Linked DNA regions of Mus musculus: all the other regions are linked to region 3. The links are chromatin contacts, called in public promoter capture Hi-C and targeted proximity ligation maps. All regions are on one chromosome and are shown on one strand. The core of a region is the stretch at or near the end of the contact, and the rest is flanking DNA. Distances in the headings are between cores, read along the strand shown.

Region 1 (2,700 bases), core at 61-2,560, 330 kb before region 3:
TGAGGCCTGAATGGCATAGCTCAGTGTGAGGTAAGGGTGCCCGTTGGGGCAGGGCGCAGGGCTGGCATTTCCAAAGTGTATTCATTGAACGTTGCTTATTGTCCTAACGTGACGCTCTGAAAGACTTGTGTTTCCTTGCTGAGGGTGTTCCTACATCACCAGGGCCCTTCGGGTAATCTTCCACCACAGCCCCAACACTGACCTACCTGAGCCTCCCCAAGCCCCAGCTCGATGGCCTCCAGGGAGCGGCGCAGGAGGAGGCAGCGCTCCTGTGAGCCCGGCTCGGCCTCGCCTGCTTCATGAGAAGCTAGGGGAGCTAGCAGGGCACGATGCTCCCCTCTCAGGGTCTCTAAACCCTGGATCACCGCCTTGGTGCCCAGCACTATCTCGTCCTGACTCAGCTTCTCCTCTCGAGGAAGCACCATCGTGGCCATGGTCGTGCCGTCTGTGGAGGCAAGGGGTGGGGCAGGCGGACGCCAGGCCTAGGGCCACACCGCCGTCCACCCCAAGTTAGGTAAACACCGGGAGGTCCCCGGACGCCTAGGTCCCTATGGATGTCCAGATCCCTCAGCCCGCAGTCCTCGCCGTGCCAGCACGCGGCCTACAGGGGGCGCGCCAGGCTCGTCTAGCCTAGGGAGACGCAATGCGGTGTGACTGAAGTGAGGCTGGACCCCGATTCCGCCCCAGACCACCGGCTCAGGCCAGTTGATCTAAAGCCCATCTTCGAGAGTTATTCGGAACTGTCCTAATCGGTACACAGAGCACTAGGGCATTGCAAGGCGTTCCCAAGTCAGACGCCACAGGCTCTCCGGGCAACTGGGTCTCAGCCCTGGCGACAGCCCCTTTCCCAGGGCAAGCGGAACCACGAGCCCCTCCCCCAGGGCCGACCGAGCCCCGCCACCCCGTCCCCGCCCCCGCCGCTCCGGGGAGACTGCGGTCTTTAGTTTCGGGACAGGTCTCTTCAGGCCGCGCCCACAACGACCCCTCCCGCAGGCTGGCCTGAGGCCCGCAGACCCTCCCTAGAAAAGGCCGGATTCCCAGCCCCAGCCCGGGACCGCGCCCCCTCCCCGCGGGCCGGTCGGGTCCTCCCACAGGCCGCGCCCACGACCACGACGACTCCTCCTCTAGGCCGACCTGCAACCGCTCCTCACTGTCCGGCTTGACTGGGTCTCCCGGCCCAACCGGCCGGCGCCGACCTGCACCTTCTGCTTTGGCCCGGCTCCGGCTCCTGCTCCTGTCCCGCTTCACCCGGATCCTCGACCGTGAGCTCGTCTCGCTGCCTCCATCCCGCCGGCCTTCCCAGCAGTCCCCGCGCCGCCTTAAAGGTGAAGCCGCTACCTCGGCGGCGTCGGAGGGGGCGAAACACGCTCCAGCCGGCCAGCTCGCTGCCTTAAAGGGGCCCCGCAGGCCTGGCCGGCTTCGGGGTGGGGCCAGCCCAGACGGGACGCAGAGGGGCGTGGCTGGACTCGCCCCCTCGGACCAGAGCTTCCAGGTCTGTGCGCTCTGCGGAGCTCCGACCCCGGACCAGAGTGACTGAGGAGCAAGAAGGCCGACCTCCTCAGATTCCAGAGCGAGTCGGTCCACATTGATTGACTGTCAAGTGTTTTTGTCGATGTCTTAGTGCATTGACTTAATGCTCACAAAGGGCTGGTGAGGTGGGTGTTGCCATTACCCACCTCTCACACATCTGACCCCCCAGCCCCCTCCGCGCTCTAGAGACGCACCTCTTACCGGCTTCGGAGGTGACTGTGCCTGTAGGGAATTCTCAGCATCTAGGTTTGCTTTGTGAGGGAACAGAAGGAGGCTTCTGGTTAAAAAGGAGAATTGGGTGGGAAGGAGCGTGTGGAGGTCGGTGGAGAAGGGAGAAGATCCACGCCCCTGAGGGGAATATCTGGGTGGATACTGCTGACCAGATAAGGAGGTCAGACGAGTGCCTTTGGATTGTGGTGGTGTCATTGGGGGGCCTCAGATTGGGTGTCACCAACTCGGAAGGAAAGACCTCTGTGCTAGATAGTTTTATGTCAACTTGACACAAACTAGGGTCATTGAACAGATGGGAATCTCGGCTGAGAAGATGCTGCCATAGGATCGGGCTGCAGGAAAACCTGTTTTCTTACTGATTGTTGTGGGAGGGCCCAGGCCAGGGTAGGTGAGGCCAGAAGGCAGTTCTGAGCAAGTTCAGAGGGCAAGCCCAGAAGCAGCACTCCTTCATGGGCTCTGCATCAGCTCCTTTCTCTGGGTTCTGTTCTCTCTGGGTGCCTGTCCTGACTTCCTTCACTGGATGAAGAGTGCACCAAATAAACCCTTTTGGTCACTGTGTTTCCACACAGCAATATTAACTCTAACTAGGACGGCCTCTTTGGTCCCTATCCCACTAGATTCTACAGTACTCTTCCCATCTCTACTCCACACCCACTTGGTGCTGACACAACATCGGCCTTTCTAACATTTTTCTTGTTTTGCCTTCTGGAATGTAGGTCATCACCTGTTGGCTGGGGCCTGGGGTAGATAGAGAATGTGGTAGCAATCAGTAGACGGCTACCTTACAAAGCGTGCGGAGGGGAGGGGATGGCTGAAAGGATGCCTCGGTGGTGAAGAGCATTTGTTTCTCCTGCTCAGGACTTGAGTTTCATTTGCAGCACCCATTGGCTCACAACCATCTTTACCATTTCCAGGGCATCGATAGATACCGCCATCTGA
Region 2 (2,700 bases), core at 100-2,599, 290 kb after region 3:
ACGCCCCTACTGGGTCTCTGGGATAACTATCTCTCCTCCCTGGTGCACAAGAATGGCAGCTTGCCTGTTTCTGTGGGCCCTTCTCGTGAACTACTGAGTCACCTTTCCCACAGAGTAACATTCCCTGTGTGCTCAGGAATGAGCCTATGTTCCAGTCTGTCATGGGCTCAGGTGTCTCTGCTCAGAAGACTTGAAAGGGACCTCCATAGTGTCCCTCTCCTGTCTTTTTCTCTCACCTGCCAGGGGATGAAGCCAAACCCTGAGACCACATCACCTGCTTCTCTGTATCATTTACTTCACAATGGCGCGACTTTCCACAGTCCCAAATCAAACAGCCACATCCTTCCAAGAGGTGTGCGGTGGGCAGATCCTCATCGGCCCTGATACAGTGCCCGCTGATCCAAATTCCTCACAGTGACTTACATACCCACTCAGACCACAGCTGCACTGCCCTCTGCCCTTCCCACCGTGTTGCTCGCCTGGCTTTTCCTCTGACTTGGAAAGGACAGCGGTTTTTTTTTTTTTTTTGGTTTGGAAGTTTGTTTGTTTGTTTGTTTTCTCACTCTTGACTCTGCAAGACTCATTGCAGTCCTTTTCACCTTTCTCGGCTTCCCAGCATGCCCCAAGGCTCCCCTCATTACTTCCCTTCACTATGGAAAAGCGTGTTTGAAGGAAGCTGTCCCAGACCCCCACAGCCCACCACTCCTTTTGTTTCACAGTTGGGTGACTAGATCTCATTCCATGGGCAAGAATTCCAAGGCTTGGAGAGCACGAGATTCCAAGCCTGGACTGTTTGACAGCGCCTTGTTCCAAGGTGAGCCTCTGCCTACTCTGCACAGGGGAGGGTCAGGTTTACACCAGTTCAAAGGAAAAAATGAATGTAAGAGCGCTCAGCACCACTCCTGCCAGGTGGAAAGTATTCAGTGTTACTGTTGCAACAGTGTTACTAGAGCAGGGGGAGGGGTCCCCCCTCCCAAGTCCTCCTAGATTCTAGCAGCAAGGAATCCTCTTGGGACACAGAGGTCACCCCCTGCCAGCATTGCAGCAGTAGGCTGTACTGAGCAGCGCCTGAGCTACTGAGCAATTCAAGCAGAACTCATCAAATGGCCTCCCTCAGTCCCTCCGAAGCTACCCAAATAAACTCAGCCTTAAAGTAAAAAAAAAAAAAAAACCAAAAAACAAAAAAAACCACCATTAGCTCTTTGGAAAGGTGTGCCTAAAGCCGAGCCCAACCCCCTCTTCCCATCAGATTACCACCCCCTGATTCCCCTGGAGAGGGCCTGGCATGAACCAGACTTGGCATGGTTCTGACCCTGGTCACCCTTAGCCCTACTAAGTTCTTTTGAGTCAGACACTGGATCCTGGGGCTTCCTAGCACGTTCTCACAGTATTGTCCAGATCCGGGACACCACAGCCTCCCCTTTCAGACCAGTGAGTAAGTCTAGCTCTTCTACAGCCTTGAGCAAATTCAAGACCCTTCCCCACCCCCCTGTCAACCCCTGCCCCAGGGCCCTGCTGGGCTTCTCCCCAGCCCCCTGAGCACTCAAGTAGCACTCCCTTCTCCGGCTGTTAGCCTGGGAAGGGGGCCAGGCCCTGAGCTCAGACCTTGGCGATTCCAGAGTGTCTGAGGCCCAGAGCCAGCGCCGCCAGCCAGGCCAGACGAGGGGAAGGGGGGAGGTGGCAGGGTGGGCACCAGGAAGCCCTCTAAGGAGCGGGGGGGGGGGGGGGAACATTGGCAGGGAAGCCAGGTTTCTAGCTTTGTTCTTTCTGCTCTTCTTCTTGAGGCCACAGGGTTCTCCCCGGCCAGTAAACCCTGGCCAGAAGGTGCTCTCTCCTGCTTAAATCCTTTCCTTCGAGAGAAGACAGGACCAGGAATAAGGACCCATGACTTCAGGGCTTCGAGAACCCCTACATGTACAAAGGCCAATGGGCAAAAGTTAACAGACCTCTGATCCTCCAAGCAAGGACCATCTGCCTCGGTTTCCCCATTTTGACCAGGTGGAAAAGTAGTTGGGCGGGGGAGGTGTGCACAGGCCTCTGCACCCCGCCCGGAGGAATCTGGCGGAGTCCCCAGGTGAGGATTCTTCTGGAAAGAACCCAGGTCGGTTCCTGCGCGGGGCGGGCACCTAGGGGGCTGCCCCCACTCCAACCGGCGCCCTCCCTGCCGCACATCGTCGCTTCTCCGGGCAGCAGCGAAAGACGCTTGAACCAGAAGGAAAAAGAGAGAGGAGAAAAAAAAATTGTCTCCCTGGCCCCGGGCCAGCGTCCCAGCCCCCCTCGCCGCCGGCGCGCTCCAGCCAGGGAAAACAACTGCTCACTTCTCCCTGCGTCCTCCCCGCGCGCTCCCTGCTTCCCGGCGGCCGCGGGAGAGGAGCCCGGCCAGGGGGAGGCGCGGAGCGGGCTGGCCGCCCGGCCTTCCTCTCCCCTCGCTCCTCCTCTCCGCCTCCACTTGCTCCGGCCTCCTCGCTGCGGCCTCAGTTCGGGGCCTGGCTGGGTTTCTCCCGGCCAGGGAAGTTTCTTCGCTCTACCCTCAGTGCAGCTTCCATCGCTCTCCCTCGCAACGGGGATCCCGGCCGCTCCTGCTGTCCCCTCCCTACCCTTGGCTTCTCGCCCCGCTCTGCCCTCTGCTACCAACACTCGATCCCCTGCTCGGGCTCGACCTCCAATCTCCGAGGGTCGTGCGGCCCCGGATGCCCGGGC
Region 3 (2,716 bases), core at 85-2,584:
GATGAGATATACTGGCCTCCAGGCCTGAGTCCAAACAGCAGAACCCCAGCCTTTGTTCCCAATGAAGACAGCCCAGGCCTCTGCTTCCCTGAGGACAAGTTTCTTCAGTCTCCATTGAGATGGAAGAAATCAGAGAAAGAGTTTTGGGACCCATGCTCTCCCAGTCTGCCATTCTTCGTGTACGTACAATGTAAAGGCTTGAAGCTCATGGCCTGACTTGGTCACCAGACTCAGCCACTTACTCAGTGGCCTTGAGCAACTCATTTCAATACCTGTCAGCCTCAGTTTTTCCCATCTGAGAAGTGGGGGTTATGATGGCATTTACCTCCTCAGCACACCTGGTCAGGACCTCACCCGTATCAAGGCCTTTCACATACTTCCAAAGTGGGCTGGTGACACACATAGTACTGGAGGAGTGCCTCCAGTCAGACCTTCAGTCAAGAAGCCTTACTGACTGTGTCTCAGGACACCTATGTCCTTCTGTAGGCGCTCTCTGCCTGTAGAGGCCTGGATTAAAGCTTGTGATAGCTCCAGAGACGGTCTCAAACATGTAGCGCCTTCTATCTGTGGGTACACTAAATGCCACTTCACGTAGTATTCAAATATAACAACATTTCATAACCCTGGTTTGTCAATAACCTTTCAGTCTATCAAAAACCTTGACAACAGTTGAAACTGGGTGTGGAGGGGCACATTTGTAATGTCTGCCCTCCACTTGAGAAGTGAAAGCAGGTTATTCTAAGCTACATAAGGAGTTCAAGGCCAACCTGCACAACAAGAGACCCTATCTACAAAAGCCAGGTGTGATGGTGGCACAGTCCAACACTTGAGAGGTGACGGAAGGATCAGGAGTTCAAGGGCAGCCTCAACTAGATACCTGAGACCCTGTCTCAACCAACCTCCCTCCACAAACCACAAGCAAAGCAAACTCAACTAAAGAAACTTCTCACCCCACTTGAGAGGAGCGGTCTTAAGTCAGGACTGCAGACTTGGGTGACAGTTGGAATGATTCTCTCCAGGTAAATAATGATGATGATAATAATAACCCATATTTATAATTCACTTCCCAGCTTTCAGACACTCTCCCCGTTCTTCTTTCTAAGTCTTGGCGCGAGGCCAGGCGGCCACAGGATTTTGTTTCGCCCTGTGTTGGGAACCTTGGCTAGTCTGAACGGGGCGGGGCGCAGTTGCAAGCCCCAACTTCGGCAAGGTGCGTCAGGGGGAATCCTCGGTGCACCTGGGCGCGGCAAGGAAATTGCACCATGTATGGGCAGCTGCGTCAGAGGGGGGCGTGGCCGCCGCGGATGCTAGGGGACGCCAAGTCGGTCGCTTTCTGTCTGTAGAGGCGGCTTGCCACCCGAGCAGAGGGTCGTGAAGTTCCGAGCGGACCGGTCCACAGAGGTTCATCTGGAGAGGTGGGTCCCCTGCGAGGTGAAAGGCGCCGCTGAGACACGCCCCCACCCCCCGTGGTGCAAGTGGTTCAGCCCAAGAACTTTTCATTCATAAAAAAGACCAGACTCCGAGAGGCGCGAGTGAGTCAGAACCGCAGCCGCCAACGCGGACCCTACCGAACATCCAGCCCAGGGCATGTACCGAGACTACGGGGAACCGGGACCGAGCTCCGGGGCTGGCAGCCCGTACGGTCGCCCCGCGCAGCCCCCGCAAGCTCAGGCACAGACCGCCCAGCAGCAGGTGAGACTGGCCGAATCGTCGGGGGGGGGGGGACCTGAGTTTGGACAGCATCAGGGATGCTGGGATTAGTCTAGTTTGCTCCGGGATTTGGACTGGGGCCCCGAGCAGCATCTGACTCTGGTGGTCGCGACCGAGGATCCTGCACGTTCTGTGTGGTCGGGGAACCTATGTACCCGGTGGCCAAGGGGACGAGCGCAGCGGGAAGCGCGAATATCTGCGAATTCCCCTTCTCGCTCGCCCGTATCTCCCTAGCTGACTGTCTTTCTGCCCCTCCGTCTCCGTTACGGTCTTACATTTCCTCCTATCTGCCCCTAATACGCTGTCCCTCTAAATACCTGCCCCATCCCTGCCTGGACAGGATCAGAGGTGTTCTCCATCTCCAGTTAATAACTGGGACCTGGGGTCTGGGCACATAGAGACGGGGTCCATCAGAACTCAGCCGGGACAGAGAATTCTTAGCAGCCTGTCCGAGGCTGTCCGTGTGTTGCTCTGGTTGTCCGTGTCCCTTTATCCGGTCAAGTCCTCATCTCTTTGTGCGCAGTATAGAGCCCATGGGCCCCAGGCAGTGGTTCCGAGGGGTTCCTGGAGACCACGAAGTGTTGGGATGTGCGCGGGGTCACCTGCCCGGCCACACTCGCGCTCCACATTCTCGGCACCCGACGTCTCTCACTGCTGGATAGGGGCACTTGAGAGGTTGCAGGTGTCCATTTCCTGTCGAGGGGCCGCGAGCACGTGTCGCCAGGGGAGGGAAGGAGCTGCGTCCGTTTCGCCGAGTCACAGCGGGCCGAGTCACTGAGGCTGAGTCACCCTGGGTGCCCCTCCCTTCCTGGCCCCAAACGGCCCCTAAGGACCGACGACCTGGGAGCGAGAGATGCCCCTGGCAGTGCTTCTAGCCCAGAACGGGGGTCACTGAGATGCTGGGTCCCCCAGTATTGGGCTGGGGACATAGCTGTCCAGACTTGCCTAAGCATGTGAGGTGCTTCCTGGACTGGAGGGGCCCCACATCCTTAGCTCACAGAGCTTG
Region 4 (2,700 bases), core at 18-2,517, 380 kb before region 3:
ATAAAAGGATTACCTGGTGTTGGGTGACTGTAGTACCTGCTACTTAGAATCCAGGAGTTTGGAATAGCCTTGGCAACAGAGCAAACTCCATCTCTTAAAAATAAATAAATAAATAAATAAAGGTAAAAAGAGAATGCAGGGGTTAATCCTTCACACAGAATCCCAGGGCCACCCTGGGTGCCTGGCCCAGTGTGCAAACCTCCAGAGGCCTCCAGGAAGGGCTGGAAGAGGACCCTGGGAGTAAGGAGGACAATGTGATGCCTGTGTCACACTTACTATCCTGTTGTGTCCCCATGCCCATACATGGTCTTGCACAGGTCCCCTCATAGCAGCCGTGCTCACCCTGAGCAGAGCTCAGTCTCCACAGAGCCCAGAGTCATGCACCCTGCCTTCCTGCAGCAGAAGCCTGGAGAGGCATTTCCTGTTAGGGGGCAGCCTCCTCCCGCTCTAAGCCCAGGTTCCCAGGGCCCCTGACTGAGCCAGGGTAAGGAGAGAGCAGGCCTTGGCCTCCTCCCCCCTCCCTAACCCCTAATGCTGGTCCTGCTGGAGCCAAAAAAACTTGGGAGTGAGGTAGGCTGAGCGAAGGGCTCATCAAATACGTGTCTGGTTGAGGTGGTTCTCAAGGAGGTTATCAAGTTGATTCTCACGCAGGGCCCAGGCAGGAATGGGTGGGGCCTCATCGTTGAGACCGTTTAGCAGGCCACATCATCCTAGCTTATCCACCTAAGGGCATACACAGCATGTCAGGAGAGCTGCGTGTGTGAGGCTGGGGTTTGGCGGCCTTAGATAGGGTGTCAGAGAAGATGCTCTTGCCAGGCTTGGAAGGAGTCGTTCACATATGTGTGATGAGAAAGGGCTGGCCCGATCAAGTCGTTGAGCTCAGAATGCAGCCAGTATACTGATACTGGTGAATCCAGATCCCGGCTTTCGGGAGTCTCTCTGGAAGACAGCTTCACCCCAGCTGCCTTAGCTGCAAACAACGCTGAAGTTTCAGAGGGTTGACTGGGGATGCTTCTCAGACAGACAGGTTCCCTTTTCCCTGACTCTCAGCTCTGTAACGCCTGAGGTAGCCCGTTAGTTGTACCTCCCCCCTCCTCTGCCCTTCGCCTCTCACCCCAGAACCCCCCCCACCCCACTGCTTCCTGCTCCAGCAGCCCCCGGGGAGCTAGCAGGGGAGCTGGCAGCGGCCCCAGCCCACTCCTTACAAGGCGTGAGTCCGCCGGGCCCGCCCCCGGCCCTCCCGCCAGAGGCCTTGATCCCTCCCCCTGTCAAGAGCAGCGGCAGGCCCGAGCCGGGCCAGTCGGGGGGCGTCGCGATGCTGCTGCGCCTGCTGCTGGCCTGGGTGGCCGCGGTGCCCGCACTGGGCCAGGTCCCCTGGACGCCGGAGCCTCGAGCCGCGTGCGGCCCCAGCAGCTGCTACGCGCTCTTTCCCCGGCGCCGCACATTCCTGGAAGCTTGGCGGGCGTGCCGCGAATTGGGGGGCAACCTGGCCACACCGCGGACCCCAGAGGAGGCCCAGCGTGTGGACAGCCTGGTGGGGGTCGGGCCGGCCAACGGGCTGCTATGGATTGGGTTGCAGCGGCAGGCTAGGCAATGCCAGCCGCAGCGCCCACTGCGGGGCTTCATATGGACCACGGGAGACCAGGACACCGCCTTCACCAACTGGGCCCAGCCGGCTACGGAAGGACCCTGCCCAGCCCAGCGCTGTGCAGCCCTTGAGGCCAGCGGAGAGCATCGCTGGCTCGAAGGCTCGTGCACACTGGCTGTCGATGGCTACCTCTGCCAGTTTGGTTTTGAGGGTGCCTGCCCTGCCTTGCCGCTTGAGGTGGGTCAGGCCGGTCCCGCTGTCTACACCACACCCTTCAACCTGGTTTCCAGCGAGTTCGAATGGCTGCCCTTTGGCTCCGTGGCAGCTGTGCAGTGCCAAGCTGGCAGGGGAGCTTCTCTGCTGTGCGTGAAACAGCCTTCAGGTGGCGTGGGCTGGTCCCAGACTGGCCCGCTGTGCCCAGGGACTGGCTGTGGTCCTGACAATGGGGGTTGCGAACATGAGTGTGTGGAAGAGGTGGACGGTGCTGTGTCCTGCCGCTGCAGTGAAGGCTTCCGTCTAGCAGCAGATGGGCACAGTTGTGAAGACCCCTGTGCCCAGGCCCCCTGTGAGCAGCAGTGTGAACCTGGAGGGCCACAAGGCTATAGCTGCCACTGTCGCCTTGGCTTCCGGCCAGCTGAGGATGATCCACACCGCTGCGTGGACACGGATGAGTGCCAGATTGCTGGTGTGTGCCAGCAGATGTGTGTCAACTATGTTGGTGGCTTTGAGTGTTACTGCAGCGAGGGTCACGAGCTTGAGGCAGATGGTATCAGCTGTAGCCCTGCAGGAGCCATGGGTGCCCAGGCTTCCCAGGATCTCAGAGATGAGTTGCTGGATGATGGAGAAGAAGGGGAGGATGAAGAGGAGCCCTGGGAGGACTTTGATGGCACCTGGACAGAGGAACAGGGGATCCTATGGCTGGCACCTACACATCCACCTGACTTTGGCCTGCCCTATAGGCCCAACTTCCCACAGGATGGAGAGCCTCAGAGATTGCACCTGGAGCCTACCTGGCCACCCCCACTTAGTGCCCCCAGGGGCCCCTACCACTCCTCAGTGGTGTCTGCCACACGGCCCATGGTGATCTCTGCCACTCGACCCACACTACCTTC
Region 5 (2,700 bases), core at 44-2,543, 490 kb before region 3:
AACGTACATTGCACACACAAGGAAATGGTAGAGGAAAGAAAAAAATGGAGGTTTGTGAGAGGCGGTTTAGAGGAAGATGATAGAATTTGAAGTGGTATGCTACATAATAGGCTGCCTGGTTGTCTGGAGAGGAATTATTTTTTAAAAAGGAAAAGAAAAGGAAAAAAAAAAGAAAAAAGAAACTGGAGAATTCCCCTCGAATCTGAAGGATCGCAAACAGTGAGTTAGTGGATAGTTCCTTCGAAGTAGTCTCAGTCTGGAGACTGGATCAGAGAACTTTATATCCTGAACTGTTGGAGAAAATAATGGAGCATTCAACCTACAGTTATTGGAGCTTTGCAGCCACGTGTGGTCAGGAAGAGTCTGTGAGTCAAAGAGTCCTACCAAGGCCATTGCTACTACCCTAAAGTGCCTAGATACACAAGATTGCTCTAGGGAGGGATAATAAAGGCTTCAAACACCACCTGGCTCAAATACCATTCCCTAAAACGCAAGTAATAATCAGGAATCCTGGACAGAATAGAGCGGGATGCGGAGTTCTGAGACACAAAAAGTCATCTTCCAATGAAAAAATGAAAGACGGGGAAGCAATAAAGTATGCCTAATAAGCTAGTGGAAAATCAGGTTTGACTGGGATGAGAATTCACAAACTTAGCATTTCAAAAGCGCGGGGAAGAGCTTTTCCCTTTGTATAAATAGCGGTAAATGCCTTCTTGGTTCAACGTGTGTTACTGAGCTGTCACAACAATTCTGAAAGGTACCTATAATATTCGCGGTGTCAAAGATTTTCATAGGTAACAGAAACAGTAGCCTAATCCTAGCTCTAACTCTTTGTCTAGCTATGAATCAGGTTCATAGCCAGCAAGAGCAGCAGTCTGCCATTTCATTTCCCGTCTATAATCATATTGCCTTCCATGAAAAACCACATGAGGAAACAAAAGACTCAAGGGATTTTGCATAACTTGCTCCATATCAAACGCTAAGATATCACTGTGTCCAGCAGATGGCAACCCAGAACACGGCCAACAGCAGGCGCAGGATAAGGCGCTGAACTACATACCCACAATGCTGTGCGGAGACTCAAAGTCCCGAACTCCTGTTTGGCTGTCTAAGGTGATGCCTGTGCGCACCGCTGAGGGATTGTGTGTACTGAAACCATATAGGTTCTCGTCCTGCCTTCAGAGCGCAAAGTTCAATTAATTCTTAAATTCCGTAATTGGTCTTTAGTTGGAGAGCTGTATGCCTGAAACAAGACTGCTCTTTTTTGGTCTCATTTACCCTAGCCGAACACGAGGGCCCTTCACCTCTGACCCAAAATGGCCGCGCCCAGAGCGTAGTTCTTTGCTTCTCCGAGGCGAGCTAAGATTAAAATCCTACATCATGTCCAAGCTAAGCCGGGCCACTCGGACCCTCAAGAAGCCCGAGGCCGGCGGCGTGATCCGGTCCATCGTGCGAGCAGGCCAAGCTATTCCTGGGCCTCCACTAGGTCCCATCTTGGGTCAGGTGCGGTGTGCGGAACCCGGCCTGGGAGACGTGGGAGAGTGCGCTGGAGCCGGGGAAGTCTCCTTTATAAACGTTGTCTCCACTATTCACACCTTCAGGCCTTATGTCCTTGTATTACTTACGGAGCCTCTTTTGACCTCAGCACCTCTGACCCCCAAGTTGGCTAGTTGCTGATTAAGTGGTACCTTGTGGACGAATTGCCTGGCACCCAAAGCTATAGAACCAGAGTAGAAGAAATATAACAACACACACCCATACCCCCGCCCCCCCCCCCCACACACACAAAGATGAAAGGACAGGGGCTCCTGGTTGGTAGAAAGCCTTCAGCTCCCATACTTAACTTTGTGTATGCGTTCCTTATAGCGAGGTGTCTCTATCAACCAGTTCTGCAAAGAGTTCAACGAGAAGACAAAGGACATCAAAGAAGGCATTCCCCTGCCTACAAAAATTTTTATAAAGGTAGAGAGACCCATTCTCCCATATATTTCCTTGGCCCTTGAAACTAGTCACTCTGGTTGCTTCTCTGACTCTTAACTTGGTTGCTACCTTCCACTTATCATTTAAACAGAAGCCTAGACCATAATTTCTCTGAACTGGCTTGATCCTGCCATATTGTGGTTCTTACCTCTCATCTCACTGGGGCTTCCAGAGGAGATTTGGGCTAGGAATAAAAATGGCAGGGATGTGTGCTGTAGATTTGTTTTTCTGTCTTTTGTGGTGTGCAAGTTGGTGGGAGAAGGAAAGGGACATTAGAAATGTCTTGGACTGGATAGAAAACCAAGAAATTCTCATGTATCTTTGTCTGTTAAGCCCGACAGGACATTTGAGCTCAAGATTGGGCAGCCCACTGTTTCTTACTTTTTGAAGGCAGCTGCTGGGATCGAGAAGGGGGCCCGGCATACAGGTAAGGACTAGAGTGGGCACCTGAGAGTCTGATGTATCCAGAGAAATGTAGTGGCACTTGAAGAATTCTTTGCTCCTTCTTCCCAGGGAAAGAGGTGGCAGGCCTGGTGAGTTTGAAGCACGTATATGAGATTGCCTGTGTCAAAGCTAAGGATGATGCTTTTGCCATGCAAGATGTGCCCCTGTCTTCTGTGGTCCGTTCCATCATTGGCTCTGCCCGTTCCCTGGGCATTCGAGTGGTGAAGGAGTGAGTATCTTGAGAGGAATCCAAGTAAGTTCTTCATTTGGGAGGAA

What was found. Promoter capture Hi-C pulls out the DNA fragments that hold promoters and counts their contacts.
Region 1: a promoter capture Hi-C map of liver shows a contact between it and region 3, with 2.5 times the contacts expected there. A contact is called at or near these places in 2 of 39 promoter capture datasets (hematopoietic stem and progenitor cells and liver), 2 of 484 Hi-C or Micro-C datasets (both in embryonic stem cells), 2 of 130 datasets of targeted methods (bone marrow-derived macrophages and pancreatic cancer cells) and 1 of 9 other capture datasets (adipose tissue).
Region 2: a targeted proximity ligation map of pancreatic cancer cells shows a contact between it and region 3. A contact is called at or near these places in 6 of 39 promoter capture datasets (cranial neural crest, embryonic stem cells, hematopoietic stem and progenitor cells and 3 more), 6 of 130 datasets of targeted methods (bone marrow-derived macrophages, embryonic stem cells and pancreatic cancer cells) and 4 of 9 other capture datasets (embryonic stem cells, liver, macrophages and 1 more).
Region 4: a contact with region 3 is called in a targeted proximity ligation map of pancreatic cancer cells. A contact is called at or near these places in 2 of 39 promoter capture datasets (the 3T3-L1 cell line and embryonic stem cells), 1 of 484 Hi-C or Micro-C datasets (embryonic stem cells), 2 of 130 datasets of targeted methods (extraembryonic endoderm stem cells and pancreatic cancer cells) and 1 of 9 other capture datasets (adipose tissue).
Region 5: a contact with region 3 is called in a targeted proximity ligation map of pancreatic cancer cells. A contact is called at or near these places in 2 of 39 promoter capture datasets (both in liver) and 1 of 130 datasets of targeted methods (pancreatic cancer cells).

The regions. Positions count from the first base shown.
Region 1 is chr19:5,116,988-5,119,687 of GRCm38.p6, forward strand. It overlaps Klc2 (kinesin light chain 2), which reads right to left and starts at 1,311. Exons shown (of 16, transcript NM_008451.3): 1 at 1,135-1,311; 2 at 207-445. The coding sequence starts at 434. LOC115489018 (a long non-coding RNA gene) reads left to right here. Exons shown (of 2, transcript XR_003952889.1): 2 at 1-2,345.
Region 2 is chr19:5,739,551-5,742,250 of GRCm38.p6, forward strand. It overlaps Ltbp3 (latent transforming growth factor beta binding protein 3), which reads left to right and starts at 1,350. Exons shown (of 28, transcript NM_008520.3): 1 at 1,350-1,435; 2 at 1,785-2,700. The coding sequence starts at 2,691.
Region 3 is chr19:5,446,364-5,449,079 of GRCm38.p6, forward strand. Fosl1 (fos-like antigen 1) reads left to right here and starts at 1,335. Exons shown (of 4, transcript NM_010235.2): 1 at 1,335-1,692. The coding sequence starts at 1,588.
Region 4 is chr19:5,066,811-5,069,510 of GRCm38.p6, forward strand. Cd248 (CD248 antigen, endosialin) reads left to right here and starts at 1,268. Exons shown (of 1, transcript NM_054042.2): 1 at 1,268-2,700. The coding sequence starts at 1,316.
Region 5 is chr19:4,961,013-4,963,712 of GRCm38.p6, forward strand. It overlaps Mrpl11 (mitochondrial ribosomal protein L11), which reads left to right and starts at 1,294. Exons shown (of 5, transcript NM_025553.4): 1 at 1,294-1,503; 2 at 1,867-1,962; 3 at 2,314-2,407; 4 at 2,494-2,653. The coding sequence starts at 1,381.